Linked DNA regions of Rattus norvegicus: all the other regions are linked to region 3. The links are chromatin contacts, called in public Hi-C maps. All regions are on one chromosome and are shown on one strand. The core of a region is the stretch at or near the end of the contact, and the rest is flanking DNA. Distances in the headings are between cores, read along the strand shown. Region 1 overlaps Sntb1 (syntrophin, beta 1). Region 2 overlaps Sntb1 (syntrophin, beta 1). Region 3 has its middle 130 kb from the start of Trnak-cuu17.

Region 1 (3,436 bases), core at 756-3,255, 320 kb before region 3:
TTTAATGTTTTCAAATGTCACCAACACCAAGGGCCACATGGCTTGTCTAGAGAGGTCTTAAATTTACTCTGACTGAACATCAAGCTTAGATATCAGTTTACTTTTGGTAATAAAACTCATTACCTGGCTCTTCAACATTTCAACATTTCTCCTTAGTTCATGCGTAATAAAGCATTTGCTCATGTGGAGGGAATAACTTTTAATTTAGAAGAAGATGGATGGCAGCGTTTCCCTTATCCCTTGATTACTTATTACTTCCTATAAACCATGGAATCTGCTCTGCAGCCCAGCTTTTCTAATTGCTCATCTCTATGACGATGCCTGTGCAGTCCTAGCTGCTCCTTCCCGACTCCATCTCACCGTGTATCTGGCAATCGCAATGGTTTAATATGTACACTATGCAACTCATTAGCTGCACATTAGTATCTGAGCCAAGAAGCAACATGATGGATCCAGCAATATGTGTGATCTCAGGTCAGCATCTCAGCCGAGGGTTCACAAAATGCAAAGGTCAGCAGCTTGGCTTGGCTCTTGGTACACAGCGTACATCCTGCCCTAACTAGGCACTGGAGAAGGTAGAGAAGGCAGCAAATATGGGGTCGCCTAAAAGTTCATGGAAGAAGCATTCCTGTGCAGGACCCCAGAGCTTCATGATTATCAACTTGCTTTTCTGCTCACATGAAGAATTGATTGAGTTTATCATCAAAATAAGAGAAAAGGAGAAAGCTTTGAATATCCACATGGCATTATCATATTTCCAGGAATGAAATATTGGCATCCAAGTGAACGGTCACTGGGCCAGGCTGAAAGTTTAAAGTAAGTCTGTTTAACTTCAAGTGTTATTTTATCATCCAAATAGCATAAGCTGAATAGCACACCTCCAATTCAGGCATGCATAATGATCGCTGCATGCCTTCCTTCTTTTTATTCTCTCTCTCTCTCTCTCTCTCTCTCTCTCTCTTTTCTTCGCTAATGGGATGTAATAATAAACATGCCTTTAAGAATAGTTCTATCGGGGTTGGGGATTTAGCTCAGTGATAGAGCGCTTGCCTAGCAAGTGCAAGGCCCTGGGTTTGGTCCCCAGCTCCGAAAAAAAGAAAAGAAAAAAAAAAAAGAATAGTTACATCAAGCCTGGCTCTTGAACCCTCTCCATCATGCCTCCTCCCCCTTTGAATACGAACACTGCGTACACACTTCTTTTTCTTTCCTTCTTTTTTCTTCCTTCTCTCCCTCCCTCACTTTCTCCCTTCATCCTCCTCTCTTTCTTTCCCTTCTTTCTCTCTTTCCCTTCTTTCTCTCTTTCCCTTCTTTCTCTCCCTTTCTTTCTTCCCTTCCCTTTCCTTCCTTCCTTCCTCCCCCTACCCTCTCTTTCTTTCTTTCTTTCTTTCTTTCTTTCTTTCTTTCTTTCTTTCTTTCTTTCTTTCTTTCTTTCTTCCTTCCTTCCTTTCTTCCTTCCTTCCTTCCTTCCTTCCTTCCTTCCTTTCTTTCTTTCTTCCCTTCCTTCCTTCCTTCTTTCTATAAACCCTAGCAGGAGCAGAACGACCAGGTCAGAAAGTTCTCCCACATCCCAGAGAGGTTGCGATTCAAAGCAGATACTTCACATGTGTGTTAGGACTGTCGATTTCTCTTTCTGAGTGGCACGATAATCTGTATACTTTCAGCTACTGGTGATTTTAGAGAGGAAGCCTGATCGGATCTTTATAGCATGCTTGCTCATTTTGGATTTTGATTCTTTTTTTAAAGCTTAGGTTGCTTTCTATTTAGAATTAGTTTTGATTTGAATGAATAAATGAACAAAGAAAGTATTATGTGTAAAATTCCAGGATCTGCCATGGTTGGATTTTTCTAAATCATTTTAAAATAAAAGGCCCAGAGAATAGAATTTCTTGTCAACAAAATTTAAAAGGAAGACTTTGTTCTCAGTGCTCACACACATGGGGTAGGTGCAGAATCTCAAGAAGTTCTTTGTACTGTGACAGCAAGAAGACATTTCCATGAGTGACAGAGCCTGTGCCTGTCCTGAGAGAGCACGGGACTCCTGCAGAGCTGGGCAGCTAATCATCATAAACAGAGCTGTACGCTCACTTGCTCAGCGAATCAGGCTCTATAGGGAGGTTGTGCAGAGTCTTGGGCATTTACAATAACTGATGAAGATTAAATCACTCTATAAAACATCGAGAAAATGTTTACTTATGCCCTTAAAACTTGTACAGTTCTTTAGAATTAAAACACCATGGCAGAACAATTTTAAGAGTCGAATGCTCATGTGCAAATCTATTTTTAGTACCATCCATACAGCTTTAGATTGTATTTTTCATAAAAAGCAATGCAATACATCTCTCTCAAATATCGAATTCATATATACAGCTTTAGCATTCCAAAGTAGTATTGATATTACAGAATTCAGCTTCCCGGGGTGACATAGCCTGCTGGTCACCCTTGTTTGATACAGCAACATGTTAACCACCATTCTCTTTTTTACAATTTGCCTCCAGGTTCCTGGCTCTGGGCACCTGGATCTAGGAGCAGGCAGGAAGAAAGAGAGAAAGAAAATACATACATTTGGACTAAAGGGGATGCCATGTGACTCTATGGTTGATTTTTATGTTCTGCAATAGGTTGTCTTTGAAGCCATGCAAAGAATTCTAAAAGTGCAATACAGCAGCATAGGAGTGAGGTACAATTGCCAAAGGAGATTGCTAACAAAAGTAGTCAGTATGACCTGAACACACGGGCGCGCACACCCACACACGAGACACACACACACACACACACACACACACACACACACACACACACAGAGAGAGAGAGAGAGAGAGAGAGAGAGAGAGAGAGTGAGTGTTTTTCCAGTGTTCCAGCCACATAAGATTAATGGTTATTCTTAAATGAGGCCATGCATTTCTGGGGCTTTAAGCTTGCCATCCTCAGTCTTTCTATCTGAACTTAATATTCTGCTTAAAGACCTCCCTTAACCTCCCAGGCCAAGGTAGCTGATGTTTCTTCCTTTGATCCCTAGAGCTTTAGTGCAGAGGTGTTTTACCAAATGTAGTGCTCCATATTTGAAACGCATAACTCTGTGTTTGTATTTCTTGTTCATTTGTGAGTCCTCAGGGAACATTTTAATATATCCAACTCTTGACGATTATAAACAATGACTGGGAACCAATTTCTCCTTCTCACATTCACCTTGCCTGGTCTTTATAACATGTCCCACTAAATTATCAGTTCATATATTTTATCTGCAGCTTCTCTGCAGCAGTGGAAGCGCCACCATGGCAACCACCTTGTCCATCCCATTCATCGTCGTGGTTTCAGTACTTACACTCCTGTGGCATGCTGCATGTGTTAACTAGTGAATGAAGTCGAGGTGATGCTTGAAGTTTAGCACATGGATAAGTAAATTCCAACTGTATATTTTCATTAAAAATGAAAATCT
Region 2 (3,380 bases), core at 175-2,674, 300 kb before region 3:
TCTACAGATGGTTGTGAGCCACCATGTGGTTGCTGGGAATTGAACTCATGACCTCTGAAAGAGCAGTCGGGTGCTCTTAACCGCTGAGCCATCTCTCCAGCCCTTAAATTTTTTAAATTATATTTATTTAGTGTGTGTTTGAGTGTGTGTGTGTGTGTGTGTGTGTGTGTGTGTGTGTGTGTGTTGGACAGATGTAAAAGAAAATGTCCTTTAATTCCAACATACTCACAACATATCTAGCATGTACTAGGTGCTATAAGAACAAGTGAGTAACCTGGTCAATAGCCCCAAAAAACTTATCACCTACAGTGGGTTGATCAGTGTGTTCCCAAAATTCAAGTCCAAATAGGACCTTATACTGATCTTTTTTGGAAATGGAATCCATGAAGATATAGTTCAGACAAGGTGAGAGAGATTCCTTCATCCCACTAACCTATCCACTAGACTGAGGTGGGTGGGTCTAGTCACACTGTAAGACACAGAAGAGAAGCAGTGAGTCAATGTCAGTGGTTCAGTGGGTCAAATGTACTTGCCACCAAGCCTGGCAACCTGAGTTCAATCCATGAAACCTATGGTTGAAGGAGAATATGAACTTCTGAATGGTGTTCTCTAGCCTCTACATCATGATATATGTACACTTGCTTACACAGGTACACACACACACATACACACACACACACACACACACACACACACAGCACAGAGCAATACATAAAATGAAAAGGGGACAGAAAAGGGACCTCTAGATCATGATATATGCATACTTGCACACACACACACACACACACACACACACACACACACACACAAGCAATACAGAAAATAAAAAATGGGGGCAGAAAAGGGGCAGAGATGAACAGCAAAGAAGATGACAGAGAGATGTAGGAGTTAGGGCTTCTCCACCCTGTCCTCCCAGTAGGAGCCCACCCTGTCAACACACTAGTGTCAGGTCTCCAGATTCTGAAATTTTGAGGTGGACCAGTTTCTATCATTTCCAACTACCAAGTGATACTTCATTATGTTATACAACCATCTTCCTTCCCATTGTGGGATCAGGACTATTCTAAAGTTTAAAACTCATGGCAGCTCAGAGAGAGGCCCAAGATAGGTCAGTTAGAACCGTGTCTATCATGTATCCATTACAGCACACTTGGACTTAAAAAAAATCTTCATAACAGAAATGTCCATGCCCACTAACATCCAGTCCTATCACATAGAAGGATAAATGGAACCTGCTGGCAACGACCACAAACACAGTCAGGAAAATGTTGGCCATAGTAGGGCTCCGCTCAGCCAGTAAACACAACTACTCCCTTCCTCCGGATACAAAAAAGTGAGAGAACTCCCTTGTTAACTGTGAGTCCTACATTTCTGGAACTGGGGGTGAGGAAGGAGGAGAGAGTAGAGGAGCAATAAAGCCAGGAGGGCTGATGGGAGCTATTTTGAGCAGGCTAGTCTTTTATAACTCCTATTTCGTTCCCCAGTTGAACTGACCACTGCTTGATGAATTGTGTTTATCTGTAGTTCAGCGATAAAGTTCTCTTTTAATTCCCCATTGAATAGAAATATTTAGGGCAATGCCACAGCTGTGTTTGTTCACACACTCCGCCACAGTTATGTAAATACTGCCTATGGAACTATTTCTGATAAAGGACCCATACCAACCCCGAGGAATTAGATGCTCACTCTAGATGTCTGCCAAGACGAGCAGTTTCCACTCAGCTTGGCAGAGCTGTGAATGGTATCGCAGCTTCTCAGAGATCATTTGGCAAACCTCATGGTGAAAGAGAGAGGCTCTTTCTTCTCTTACTCTTGCAAAGCTTCCACTGAGCCAAACACTTTCCAGCATTTTCTACTTCTCTAGCTTAGAAATATGAAGCCGGTATAAAACTTCAGGTCCCCTAATAGAAAATTAATAAGTAAAACAGAAGTTGAAACTAGGACACTGTCCTCTGATGTGAAGCTGGAGAAAATAAAGGTGAAGCTATTAGCTATTAGTGAAAACCAGGAGTCACTGAGATGACCATGTGACTAATATGGCTGCTCCCAGGTCTCAGGGCCATAATTCCTGTGGCGCCTAAGAACCACTTCCTAAAAGACAAAGGTAGTGGTTACTCTCTCTGGACGCCAGAGTTTTGATATATTTTTATTTCACCCTTTATGTTTTTCTCCATTTCTCAAAAATGTCTTGCAATGTAACCAGAAAAGAGAAAGTTACTTATTTTTTATTTGTTAAAGAAAAACATATTTGTGCTTAGCAAACTAAAAAACCAACAGTGAAATATATGCTAAGTTAAAAAAAGTGTTATGCTAAGAAAAAAAGTATCTTAATCTTAGATAACACTAGAGAAAAATAGATGAAAGTAATAAATGTCTATTGTACCTTGAAAAAACATTTTTTAAATTTTTATTTTATGTGCATTGGTGTTTTGCCTTCATATATATTTGTGTGAGGGTGTCAGGTCCTCTGAAAATGGAGTTATAAACATTTGTGAACCTCCATATGAGTGCTGAGAATTGAGCCCTGGACCTCTGAAAAAGCAGCCAGTGCACCTCACCTCTAAGCCACCCATATTTTAAAACATAATACCAACATTTAAAATGAGGACTAGTACTCATACTACTGGGGTGCACTCCCCCCCCGAACACACACACACACACACACACACACACACACACACACAAACACACACACACACACACACACACACACACACACACACACAACTGTTCTTATTGTCTTCACCTCCTAGCCAGCCTAGGAGCTGGATGATATGGGAACCATTCCCTGGGTAAGAAGTGGCCCACTGGAAAGGCCAACTCATCCAAACAGCATTGTGACTGGAGCTCATTGTGACTGGAGTCAAAGTCATCCCACTCGAAAAGCCATGCTTTATTTATTACAAAGCTGTGGCTTAAATATGGTGATATCACAAAGGCTCATGGATATACTAGGGATTTTCTTATTGCTGTAAATGTGAGAAGAGCAATGTAAAGTAAGGAGGGGTTTATTTTACAGTTTGAGGGTACTGTCCTTCGGGACAAGGTAGGCATGGCTATAGCAATGTGAAGCCTCTGGTCATACTGTATTTGAACTCTGGAAGCAAAGAGGTGGTGGATGCTTACGCTCAGTAAACTTTCTCTTTTTTATTCAGTCCTTGGTCCCTGACCAGGGATTGGTGCCATGCACATTTGAGACAGATCTTCCCAACTCCATTAACCTAGTCTAGCAATTCCTTCACTAGACGTGTCAGAGGTTATCTCCTTGGTGATTCTTGACCTTGGCCAATTGACAATTAACATTAACTATTAGATGGGTGGAAGATTTAGTCTTTATATCATTGCAAGATGTTGTGGGTCTCAAAGAGAAGCTTTATTAG
Region 3 (3,370 bases), core at 488-2,987:
GCTTTGCTGGAAGTTTCCGCAGTAGTGTATGTTTACCTACTGGTTCCTTCAGGAAGCATCCCCAGTCACTTTCCTGCAGAAATTCATCTCTCTCCCCCCCCATATGTATATCTTCGTGATTTCTACTGTCATAGAAAATAACATAAGGGACAGGTTGAAAGTTAGTCCACTTCAACTATGGTTGAATTGATCTGGGCCCCATGTTTCCTTCATATGAACCGCGGTGTCTTAGAGAAATCTATTTAACCCTGACACCCGTGTTCATCACGCCTGAGCAGCATCCATAGTGTGGGTTTGCCAGGTTAATGATATGGAACATGCAGGGGAGAGAGATGGATTAAGGGCTGGCAGTCACAGTCTAATTTTGTTCGGGAAAGTAGCTAATAGTTATGGAGGACCCACGACAGGAAGAGATACGCTACTTGTTTAGTGCTAACCTTGTGATTTCAATATTGCTAGCTTCTTTCAGAAGCGAATCAGTTAGAGACACAAAGAACTTAAAAACTCTGTCCAATGCTGAACTTCTGCATGCAACACATCTGACCTCTCTTCTCTGATTTTTACCTCTTCCTCTAGTTCCCGCACAGATTTGCGGGATGTGCCTCATATCTAATCCTCTTCTCTCTCCCTGGGACATGGCAGACAGTAAATTCAGATATGCCCAGTGAGTAAAACTTTAGTTTCTGGACCCGTTTGCCAAAAGTTTTATTTGGAAAGAACGAATATCAGGATTCTAGCTCATGTCAGAGCCTCCACGGTCAAGCAAGCCTTTTGCTGTCCAACTTATAGTGCAATAATGACCCTGGGGCAATTTTGCTTGGTCTGTTTGGTCTAGAAGCGTAGACACTATACAATAAAACCTCTCTTAACAAGGCCACTCAAGAACGGGATATTCTGATGACTAAGGCAAAAAAAAAAAAAAGTCTTTTGTTCTGAGCCATTTGGAAACTCTCTCCTGCTTTAGTCAGGGCAGCAATGAATATGATTTTTGTCTCCAGTGACAGCAATTCTCCTGTCTTGTGAATGCAAAGATGTTCAGGCTTTATTTCAATGTAATTATTGTGGAGAGGAAGCTCTTGGAAGAGACTGGGTTAAAAGTCTTCTGGACTAAGACAGAACTGGGGATGCACATTTTAAGATGAAAGAATAGTAGGGCTTTATTTCCATCCCCAGAGTTCACTTTTTGTCTTTAAAAAAATAAATGAAAAGGGAAGGAGCATTAGATATAACCAAATATATTGTCTACTTGTATGAAAAATCTTAACGAATAAATAAAAATATTAATTAAAAACAACAATTCAAACACATAAATAAAAGGAATATTAATGAAAGATTCTAATTAAAGTCTTAAGGCTTCCTTCAAACCTCAATTTAATTTCTGTTCTAAATAGACTAATGATTTTTGGCTTAATTAAAACTACATTTGCTTTGTTTGATTTAGAGCATGTAGGTTTCCACTGGTCTACAGGACAAGGAGAAGGAAATAAGAGGTCCGTGATAGAAGGTGTGGGGGAGAGTGGATTGTCCTATATCTTTTACAGCAAGTCTTTAGTGAATTTATCTTGGTACCAGGGCTGTAGGTATGCTGTGATAGAAGGGGCATGATGTGATTTTCGCAATAAGATGATCTTTCTGCCAAAAATAGATCCACCTGCTTATGAGTGCCTAGCATTCCTTTAACTTGGGACTCGGTCAAAAGACCAGTTGTTTTCTCTGATGCCCTTCCCGCAGGCTGGCTGAGGCTCAACATTCCAGCCTTGAACTTGGGCTAAATTTTCCTTCACAGTCTGCCTTCAGGCATGTGCTTCCTTCCCACATCTAGGTCTCAGATATTTTCGCTACAGTTGAAATTACCTCGACATTTTCAACAGAGGTAATGCGATAGGAGAGTTTAGCTTCTCCCCATTCCTTTCTCAACTTATGACTCTGGTCAAGTCCTTAACTGCATATATGCAGTAGCTTACTTGTATAGTAAATGATAGTGATAAGTCGAATTGGCAGGACTCTGAGGAGGTTTTAATCAGGAAAATATAAAGCAATAATTAGCAACCCGACTGTTGACTGAGGTGACACTGGAACGTTCATATAGTGGCCCAGAGTATAGTTGTGAAAGGAGAAGGGACTTGTTTATATGTACTGGCATGTGCATAGTGTCCAGGACATGTGTAATAACAAATGTAAGATGTATAGCAATGTATGTATATACATTATATATAGTATGATATAGCTTAGACTTAAAAAGAACAAATAAGTATATACATTTACTCATAATTTCACTAGTAGGGTAAACAACAAACTCTTTAAAATTTGGTTATGGGTCATGAGATAGAAAAATATGAAATCTAGGATATGAAAGAAATAGACTTCTCTGTTAATCTTAACTAATCTTAGTTTAAAAAATATTTTATTTTATAGTGTTTGTGCATAACACACACACAACACACACACACACACACACACACACACACACACACACACATTTGCAGTGCCTTTGGAGGCCAGGAGAGAGCATCTGATCAGCCGGAGCTGGGGTTATAGGTGTATGGGAACTGCTTGATACGTATGGGAAACCAAATTCAGGTCTTCTGAAAGAAGAAGCAATCTCAGCCACTGAGCCTTCTCTCCAGCTCTTTATCTTTATCTTATACAACTTCTTAACAAAACCCAAGGCGAAGAGAAAACAGCATAACCAAGCCTATTAGTTTCTAAAAACTTACTGGATATGAATCTTGTTCTATAACAGTCACCAGAATTGCTCCGAATGCCTTTAAAACACAAATCTCCAAATAGGATTGCACATCTAGTCTAGGGAGACTGGCCCTAAGAATACAAAGAGCTTCAAGCTTTTGTTTTTTGTGTTTTTGGATTGAGTTCTGTTGGCCAGTGATAGCAGTTACATTATTATTAGAACTAGTCTTGACATTTAGATTAGGATAAAATGACTAAGTAATTTAATTAGTAGTTTTAGAGGGTGAGATTCCTAGAATAAGTACATACCATTAAAGAAAAAAATGAGTTTAAAGTCCACTAATCTTTATTTCTACTGAAAAAGGTGGCATGGATTTATATATCTCGTGTGCTATAGGTCATCTTTCAGAAGACCTGAATTTACTTTCCCATATGTATCAAGCAGTTCCCATACTCCTATGAGTCTATGGAAAGTCTATGTTTTGTTTCCGTTTGAAAGGAATCGGATTCCTTGGATAGATTCTATATGTGGAGCAGAAAATATTGATGATGAACCTGAGATCATGATCAAATGTAAGGATATCTGAGCTAACATTAAGAAGCCCCACTGACTAGAGCTGAGGAAAACGTAATATCGCATGCACCAGATATGAAAACAGGAAAGGTCCTTGGGAGAGGGTTG

The links. A called contact is a pair of places that touch in the nucleus more often than the background predicts.
Region 1: a contact with region 3 is called in a Hi-C map of Schwann cells, with 5 times the contacts expected there. The contact joins two enhancer-like sites. A contact is called at or near these places in 3 of 12 Hi-C or Micro-C datasets (the A7r5 cell line, the Rat2 cell line and Schwann cells).
Region 2: a contact with region 3 is called in a Hi-C map of mammary epithelial cells, with 2.3 times the contacts expected there. The contact joins two enhancer-like sites. A contact is called at or near these places in 3 of 12 Hi-C or Micro-C datasets (kidney, mammary epithelial cells and psoas muscle) and 1 of 1 datasets of contacts at active chromatin or transcription factors (oligodendrocytes).

The regions. Positions count from the first base shown.
Region 1 is chr7:89,042,981-89,046,416 of GRCr8, forward strand. All of the region lies in intron 3 of Sntb1 (syntrophin, beta 1), which reads right to left. Among named protein-coding and RNA genes, the nearest start is that of Sntb1, 170 kb to the right of the region's middle. Within about 2 kb of position 2,006, at least 3 of the 93 cell types and tissues checked have an H3K27ac peak or open chromatin away from gene starts, as enhancers often do. A contact at or near this core is called in Schwann cells, where this site is marked.
Region 2 is chr7:89,067,622-89,071,001 of GRCr8, forward strand. The region is part of intron 2 of Sntb1 (syntrophin, beta 1); the gene reads right to left. Among named protein-coding and RNA genes, the nearest start is that of Sntb1, 150 kb to the right of the region's middle. Within about 2 kb of position 1,425, at least 6 of the 93 cell types and tissues checked have an H3K27ac peak or open chromatin away from gene starts, as enhancers often do.
Region 3 is chr7:89,365,829-89,369,198 of GRCr8, forward strand. No RefSeq gene overlaps it. Among named protein-coding and RNA genes, the nearest start is that of Trnak-cuu17, 130 kb to the left of the region's middle. Within about 2 kb of position 1,738, at least 6 of the 93 cell types and tissues checked have an H3K27ac peak or open chromatin away from gene starts, as enhancers often do. A contact at or near this core is called in Schwann cells, where this site is marked.